Linked DNA regions of Mus musculus: region 1 is linked to region 2. The links are chromatin contacts, called in public HiChIP or PLAC-seq maps. All regions are on one chromosome and are shown on one strand. The core of a region is the stretch at or near the end of the contact, and the rest is flanking DNA. Distances in the headings are between cores, read along the strand shown. Region 1 holds the start of Ldhd (lactate dehydrogenase D). Region 2 holds the start of Exosc6 (exosome component 6).

What was found. HiChIP or PLAC-seq counts read pairs in DNA pulled down with a chosen protein or histone mark.
Region 1: a FOXA1 HiChIP or PLAC-seq map of pancreatic cancer cells shows a contact between it and region 2. The contact joins the promoter of Ldhd here to the promoter of Exosc6 in region 2. A contact is called at or near these places in 3 of 39 promoter capture datasets (hippocampal neurons, liver and pre-B cells) and 3 of 115 datasets of contacts at active chromatin or transcription factors (memory CD8 T cells, microglia and pancreatic cancer cells).

The regions. Positions count from the first base shown.
Region 1 is chr8:111,628,264-111,632,075 of GRCm38.p6, reverse strand. It overlaps Ldhd (lactate dehydrogenase D), which reads left to right and starts at 1,740. Exons shown (of 11, transcript NM_027570.4): 1 at 1,740-1,837; 2 at 2,021-2,133; 3 at 2,329-2,470; 4 at 2,654-2,795; 5 at 2,931-3,090; 6 at 3,356-3,555; 7 at 3,638-3,766. The coding sequence starts at 1,766.
Region 2 is chr8:111,054,605-111,057,972 of GRCm38.p6, reverse strand. It overlaps Exosc6 (exosome component 6), which reads right to left and starts at 1,634. Exons shown (of 1, transcript NM_028274.4): 1 at 309-1,634. The coding sequence starts at 1,602. The coding sequence ends at 781. Aars (alanyl-tRNA synthetase) reads right to left here. Exons shown (of 21, transcript NM_146217.4): 20 at 3,351-3,368; 21 at 2,404-2,954. The coding sequence ends at 2,769.

The sequences.
Region 1 (3,812 bases), core at 491-2,990, 570 kb before region 2:
CCTTCCCTTCCCCCTTTCCCCCTCCCTCCTTCCCCTCCCCTCCCTTTTCTTTTCTTTTCTTTTCTTTTCTTTTCTTTTCTTTTCTTTTCTTTTCTTCTTTCTGTCACAGTATGAGAAAAGAAACTCATACACAAGTCAAAATGGAGTCACTTGCGCTCAATGCCACACAATCCGAACAAAACTGTAAGGAAACATGTAGGATCCCATCAGGCTAAGGTTCCCAGAAACTATAAATTCCAGTCTGAGTCATTGTAAGGAGAGAATCCCTGAGAAGGAGGGTGGTAGTGGGAAGTGTGTGGGATGTTTCATAAGAACAAAACGTAACAGTGCTCAGTCCGTGACACTGGAGCTGTGTGTACCACGACATCGACAGAGTGTCCCATCTGCTTTAACCTTACCAGGAAGGCCAGATTGACTTCAACCCATCAGCTCCCCTCCTGTTGTCCCTGTTTTAGAGAACCCACTGTCCGCTGGGGGGTTTCGTTCAATTCTGTAGTCTTGGAGGGTGCCCCAATCCAAAAAGAGCAAATAAAAGCAATTAGATCTATAACTAAATTTGCTATTTTAAGGATTTCTTTTTAGTTTATAGGTATGAGTGTTTTGCCTGTGTATTTGGCCCACAGAGGCCAGAAGAGGGTGTTTGATTCCCTGCTTGGGATTTGAGTTACAGATGGTTGTGAGTCATCCCATGTGGGTGCTAGGAATTGAACCCGGGTCCTCTGCAAGAGCAATCAGTGCCCTTAACTCTGATGCTATCTCTCCACCACCCCATTCCCTATAACTAAATTTGTCATTTTGTCTTGTTTTGTTTTCTTTTGTTATGGCTCAGGCTGGCTTCATCTCATCCTCCTCCTAACTCAGACTCTCTGTGTGGGTTTACAGGTGCATACCATAAGGCCTGGCTGGCATGATTTTCTCTTTTTACATATTCATCCAAATGTGGTTGGTGAATTAAGAGAGAACCACCAACTCCACGAAGTTGTTTTCTGATCTCTACGCATGCACTGTGGCGCGTATGTTCCTCCATCATGCACACAGACACAATAAAGCTGGATAAAAAAACTAAATAAATTAGGAGTTTGTATTCCTGACCGGAAGGAAGAGAGTCATTGGGAGGTAGTTTAGCTCAGTGGTGGTAGCAAAGGCTCTTCTGGAATTGCTGTGGGAGTTGTTTGGAACCAACAGGATGGTCTTGGAATTAATCTCCTTCCCTGCTTTTCCTTAGCACTCCTCTGCAAGGCGGCCTTTCTGGGCACTGCACTATGCTACCCACTCTGTCCCAGAATGACCTCTGGAGTTTCCCTCTTCGTGGTCATGGTGGCAAGTCTACTCTGTGGCATGCTGTTGAGGCTTGCAAGGTGAGGAAGGCTCTGCCTGACAGGGAGTCAGGAGATGATTCAGGGAGTAGGGCACAGTGTATGTGCCAAGGTTGCAGGCCGGCCTGAGCTCTGGAATGGAAAGGAAAACTGCAGCTTAGAGATCAAAGAAGAGGCTGGAAGTGTAGAAGACAAAGTCCGAGTGCCCGGTGGGACTTGAAAGCCTCCGTACACGATGTTTGTTTGGAGGGCTCTTCGGGGAGCAGCAGTTAGTTGACTTGTAACACGTGAAGTAGCTGTTGTCCTTCTTTTCCAGATCTGCAGAGGCCACCTTAAACCGGCTCCACCTTAAGCAGGCTCCACCCAGGGCAGCTATTGGGCACAGCGAGAGGCAGGCTGGCAAGGCTTCCTCTCCGCCTAGTTATTCTCCCCTTAGCTGCGGTCTGGCTATGGCCATGCTCCTTCGGGTGGCCACCCAGAGGCTGTCTCCCTGGAGGAGTTTCTGCTCCAGGGGGTCGCAGGTATAAGTCTACTTGTGGATGGGGTCCCAGAGGGTGGAGAGCCCGACGTAATGTCCTCGGGGCTCAGTGACGTCACCTTGCAGGTTGACCAGCCCCTCATTCTTCCCACCCGGCCACAGGGCAGGTCTGTGGCTCCCTCCGACTGTCTTTCCGATGACCCCCTCGCACTTTTCTCCCCTGCAGGGTGGACTCAGCCAGGACTTTGTGGAGGCTCTGAAGGCAGTTGTAGGGAGCCCCCACGTGTCCACTGCTTCTGCAGTCAGAGAGCAACACGGGCATGATGAATCGATGCACAGGTATCAGAAGGGACTGAGGGTCCCTGTCTCTCTGGTCACCTGTTTGGAGTTCTGGCATCCTTACACGGAGAGGTGCTCTCTGCCCTGATCTGCTGAGGTCCCTGTCCTTGGGTCCTTAAACCATTGCAGGTTCCTGGATAAGAGAGGGTGAGAAGCTTCCATCCTTTTCAAACCTCTGGGCCTGCCTGCTTCTAGGTGTCAACCTCCTGATGCTGTGGTTTGGCCTCAGAATGTGGACCAGGTCAGCCGAGTGGCAAGCCTGTGCTACAATCAAGGTGTTCCCATCATCCCATTTGGCACAGGCACCGGTGTTGAGGGGGGAGTCTGTGCTGTGCAGGTATAGTGGGGGTGCCCTGGGTCTGGTCCCATTATACAGGACACATTTACAGCTCTCTTCACCTGCCATCCCAGAGCTTTGGTATGGTTGCTGCAGGCCTCAGCCATAAAATGGGGCTCTAGCGGGCTGCCTCGGGCCTAGAGACCTAGGTTGGGCAGCTGTTTTTGACTCCCTTGCTACCAGGGTGGAGTGTGCATCAACCTGACCCATATGGACCAGATCACGGAGCTGAATACAGAAGACTTCTCCGTGGTGGTGGAGCCTGGAGTCACCCGTAAAGCTCTCAATACCCACCTGCGTGACAGTGGCCTTTGGTTTCCTGTTGGTAGGCCTTGGACTAACCACAGAGTACCTGACCGAGGGCTTGGGGGCGTGGTCTGAGGGATTTCACAGGGCCCCATCTTTCCCACAAGAGGGAAAGGGCCTCTGCAGTTGCCCTCTCCAGCATTTCATTCTCTAGACCCAGGCGCAGATGCTTCTCTGTGTGGCATGGCAGCCACCGGGGCCTCGGGCACCAATGCTGTGCGCTATGGAACCATGCGGGACAACGTGATTAACCTGGAGGTAGTGCTGCCTGACGGCAGGCTGCTTCACACCGCAGGCCGGGGCCGCCATTACAGGTGAGCACTGCCTGACCCAGTTGCAGGGCCTCCTGGATTGGATCGGTAAGTGACACTCAGGAGCACCCTGCAACTCTGGAGGCTCAGCTGGAGTTGGCTCTCCCTGTGCAAGGCCTCTCTGGGTCATTAAACCACAAACTCTGTGATGACAATCTGGGGCTGCAGGAGATCAGACCAAACCTGTCTTCTAGCTATGGTGACTTCTGTAGTTGTAGTCGCTCACACGGCCTGGGCGCTCACCTACCTTGTATGTTCCTGGGCCCAGGAAGAGTGCAGCTGGCTACAATCTCACAGGACTCTTTGTGGGCTCTGAGGGGACCCTGGGCATCATTACATCAACCACCCTGCGCCTGCACCCTGCGCCGGAAGCAACGGTGGCTGCCACCTGTGCGTTCCCCAGTGTTCAAGCGGCTGTGGACAGCACAGTTCAGATCCTCCAGGCTGCAGTGCCCGTGGCTCGCATTGGTGAGCCAGGGGGGTGGGTTCCACCGAAAAGGCCCCCTTAGAAGGCCAGGCCTCACCTGATCAGCCCTCTCCCTGGTTCCAGAGTTCCTAGATGATGTCATGATGGATGCCTGCAACAGACACAGCAAACTTAACTGCCCCGTGGCACCCACGCTTTTCCTGGAGTTCCACGGTTCCCAGCAGACACTGGCGGAACAGCTGCAGCGCACAGGTGCGCCGGGGACACGGCGCTGTGAGGTCTGAGGCTGTCCCAGTGT
Region 2 (3,368 bases), core at 385-2,884:
TAATCCTTCAGTTACCCAACTCCTAGACATGATTTTGTCCTAAAGGAAAGGATAGGGGGGCACCAGAACTTCTTTTAACTCTCTCCAGTTCCCTCCCCCCACCCCCAAAAAACAGGGGTTTCTGTGTGTAGCCCTGGCTGTCCTGGAGTCTCCTCAGACTTATCACCTCAGCAGCTGCCCCAGACAATGCTCCAGGGCACGAGGTTTCTCCTACAAAGCACATCACCCCTTCTTAGTTACAGTGGGCTAATATGAACACTTAAGGCAGTAATGACTCGGAGCCCTTGAAAACACAGACTCAACACACACCCAGTTCAGAACAGCATTGTTTCTAACTCTAGTATCAAGAAAAAACACAACAGATGTATTTCCAGTCATAAAATAGTTTTTATGTTTTACTCTGAGTAGTGAGAAGGCAAAGTCCCCTGGTCCATCCTCTCAAAAGAATCAGTTTATTATGTATTGGAGCCAATGGCTGGCCTGCACTGGGTCCATCTCCTACAAGACCATAGCCCCTTATCTCATTTACTAGGTAAATCCAGCCCAAGTCCTTTCCAACTTGGGAGTATGGCTGCTTTCAAATCTCTCCAACTGGATCGTGTTTCCAACGGCCTTTTAAACCTTTCCAACAGAGCTGTCCAGTGCTTTGGTTCTGTGCGCCCAACTGCCCCACTCTTCGTTTCTCAGCTCTGCGGAGTCAGGCGACCATCAGCGCTTGGTCCTTTAGGGAGAGAAGGGCGATAGCAGTCCTCGAATCCTCGTCGCTCCGGTTTTTTCCAATCAGGGTGGGGCGGCGGCACCCCTCCGGCGGGCAGCCCGCACCAAACACTGCTGCAGCACTGGGTAGAGGCGCTGGCAGCCCTCCAGGCCCAGGCGCACAGCATCGGTCCAACTCTCAGTCTGCCCGCCTTCCCCACTGCCCAGTAACCCGGCCACCTGATTGAGCACAGGCATGAGGGCCACCGTGAGACCGGCCGCGGAGTGCTCCTCCTCCAGCCGCGTGGGGTCCAGCAGCCAGGTCGGGGAGGGTCCCGGGGTGAGGCTCAGGCCGCAGCCCACCACCAGATCGTACATCTCCACTCCCGCGTCGGCCAGGGCGAGCGCGGCCGCGGTGAGCGCCGCGGCCAGCGCACAGCCGCCGTCCTCCAGCAGCAGCGCCGACACCTCGAGCTGAGCACGCGGGTAGCGCCCCAGGCGCACGGCGGGCTCCAGAGCCTCCTGTAGCGCCAGTCCCAGCTCGCGATCCTCCCCGCCGCCGCCCTGGGGCGCGCGACGCCGGCGACCGGAGAAGGGAGCGCGGCGGAAATCGCAGAGCAGGCGACCCCGGAGGGCAGCGGGAGCTTCCCCGCCCGCTCCCGCAGGGCCGCTGCCGCGCTCGCCGCCCTCGGCCTGCCGCGGACCGGACACGGCGCACAGCACCTTGGTCCCGCCCGCCTCCAGGTAGGCGGAGCCCTTGGCCTGGCTCAGCAGCCCGGCGCGCGCGTACACCGGGCGGAGCCGCGTCGGGTCGCGAGCAGCGGGCGTCTCGTCGTCTTCGGCCGCGTACAGCTGCGGCGGCTGAGACTCCTCCGGCCCGCGGATGCGGCGATGGTCTCCCGGCATGGCGGCTACCGGCGTGCGAGCTACTTCCGCCTGCTGGGCTGCCCTTGCGCACCCGGCTCTTCCGCTCGCTTAAAGATGCGCGCCCGCGCAGAGCCTATCGGGAGAGCGGTAGGTGTGCGCGCTGCCACCTAGCGGAGTGGAGGAAGAACGGCGAGGTATAGCTGGACTCCTATGCTGGTACTTTAGCTAGTCCTAAGGAACGGATCTGTTGTTATTCCTAGAAGTTTGCATTCAGACTGTTTCACATAAGCTTGCCCAAGGTGAGAGGTTTTTGTTTACTCGTGCAATTAGTCCTCTGGCTGCTTCAACACTTGTTTAATAAATGGACGGTATCTCTCTTTGTACAACTAGATATTTCTAACACTCTGAGGAACTGTCATAAGCAGACAGTATCTCTGCTTCCAGACCCTGCTGTTTGTAGATTCATACAAATTGCATTTTAGGGCTGGGCCAGGGTCTTGAACCTACTTTAGGTTAAAGCAGTAGGGGTGGGGCAGTTAGTAGGACACACCTACATGTTCATACTGCCTATATCAGTTGTCTGACCTCATATCAGCAGCCTCAAACAGGCATGTGGACAGGCATGGTGGAGGTTGTCCTAAGAGACTAAGAACAGTGGTTCTCCACTGGAAGCAACTCAGAATTATTTTCCTCCACCCTTCTATTGAATTTCCTGAACTTTCAGGAGTCTGGGAGTCTATTCGGTGATACCATCAACCAGAAACAGGCTGGAACCGTAACAGATATACAGGAGCCAGGGCTCACCTCAGGACAAGAAGCAGAGCGCATGACATCACCAAGTATTGCACATGGTCCTTTTTATTTTCTGCAGAGAAAAGGCTTCCTTCCTCTGCAGACCTAAAGCCTCAGGCTGGCAGAGTGACCTCATCTAGATGTGATCATGACGTTAAAAAGCATTCCTGGGTAGTGATTTTAGACAGATGGTGCTGACATGAATGGGCTCAGAGCAGTAATGGAGGGGGGCAATGAATCACAGGACAGCTCCAGGCGTGTTCCCATTACCGCTGGATCAGGACGGACAGGGCTGCTGAGAGGTCCCATGACTCCAATGTCTTCGTGGCGGGAGGAGAGCTCCTGGCTGAATTCCCGCCTTCGGACATGTCTGGTTGATGGCGAGTTGCTTTCCCGAGAGGGCTTCCCTCCCATCAGTTCTTCACATCTCCCAGACGGAGCTGGGCAAAGGAGGTAGCCAGCTGCAGTGCTTCCTGAAGGCAGCCCACGTTCTTGCCTGTGGCCTGGGCGGACATGTCCTTGCCACCGCCTTTACCATCCATCAGGCCTGAAACCTGCTGGACCCACTCGCTGGCTTTCAGTCCCCGGTTGGCTGCATTCTAGGAGATAGGAGGGGAAAATGGTAGTCAGAATGGGATTGAGGGGGGAATGGCAGGCGCCCCCAACATCCATTTGTATCATGTGTGATGCTACCACAGACTAACACTATAGCTGGCACAGGAGAGCAGCTATGGCTACTGCCAAAGTGAGGACAGAGAGCAAAGCCAGGCATTAGCCAGGAGTGAAGTCTTTCACCAAAAGAAAGCCCGAGGGGTAAAGGTGCCGCAGGAGGCGACAAATGATAGACAGATCAACAGTTTCTAGTGAGGACTGCGTGCACACAAACAGTCTTGGCAAATGCTGTGAAGAAGCCCTCCTTGAGGAGCCACAGGCAGGGTTTCCCACTGGCATACGGGTTTGCAGGCTTTTAGACTGGGACTGTGGGAAGTTCTGACCTGGGGAACCTGGCACAA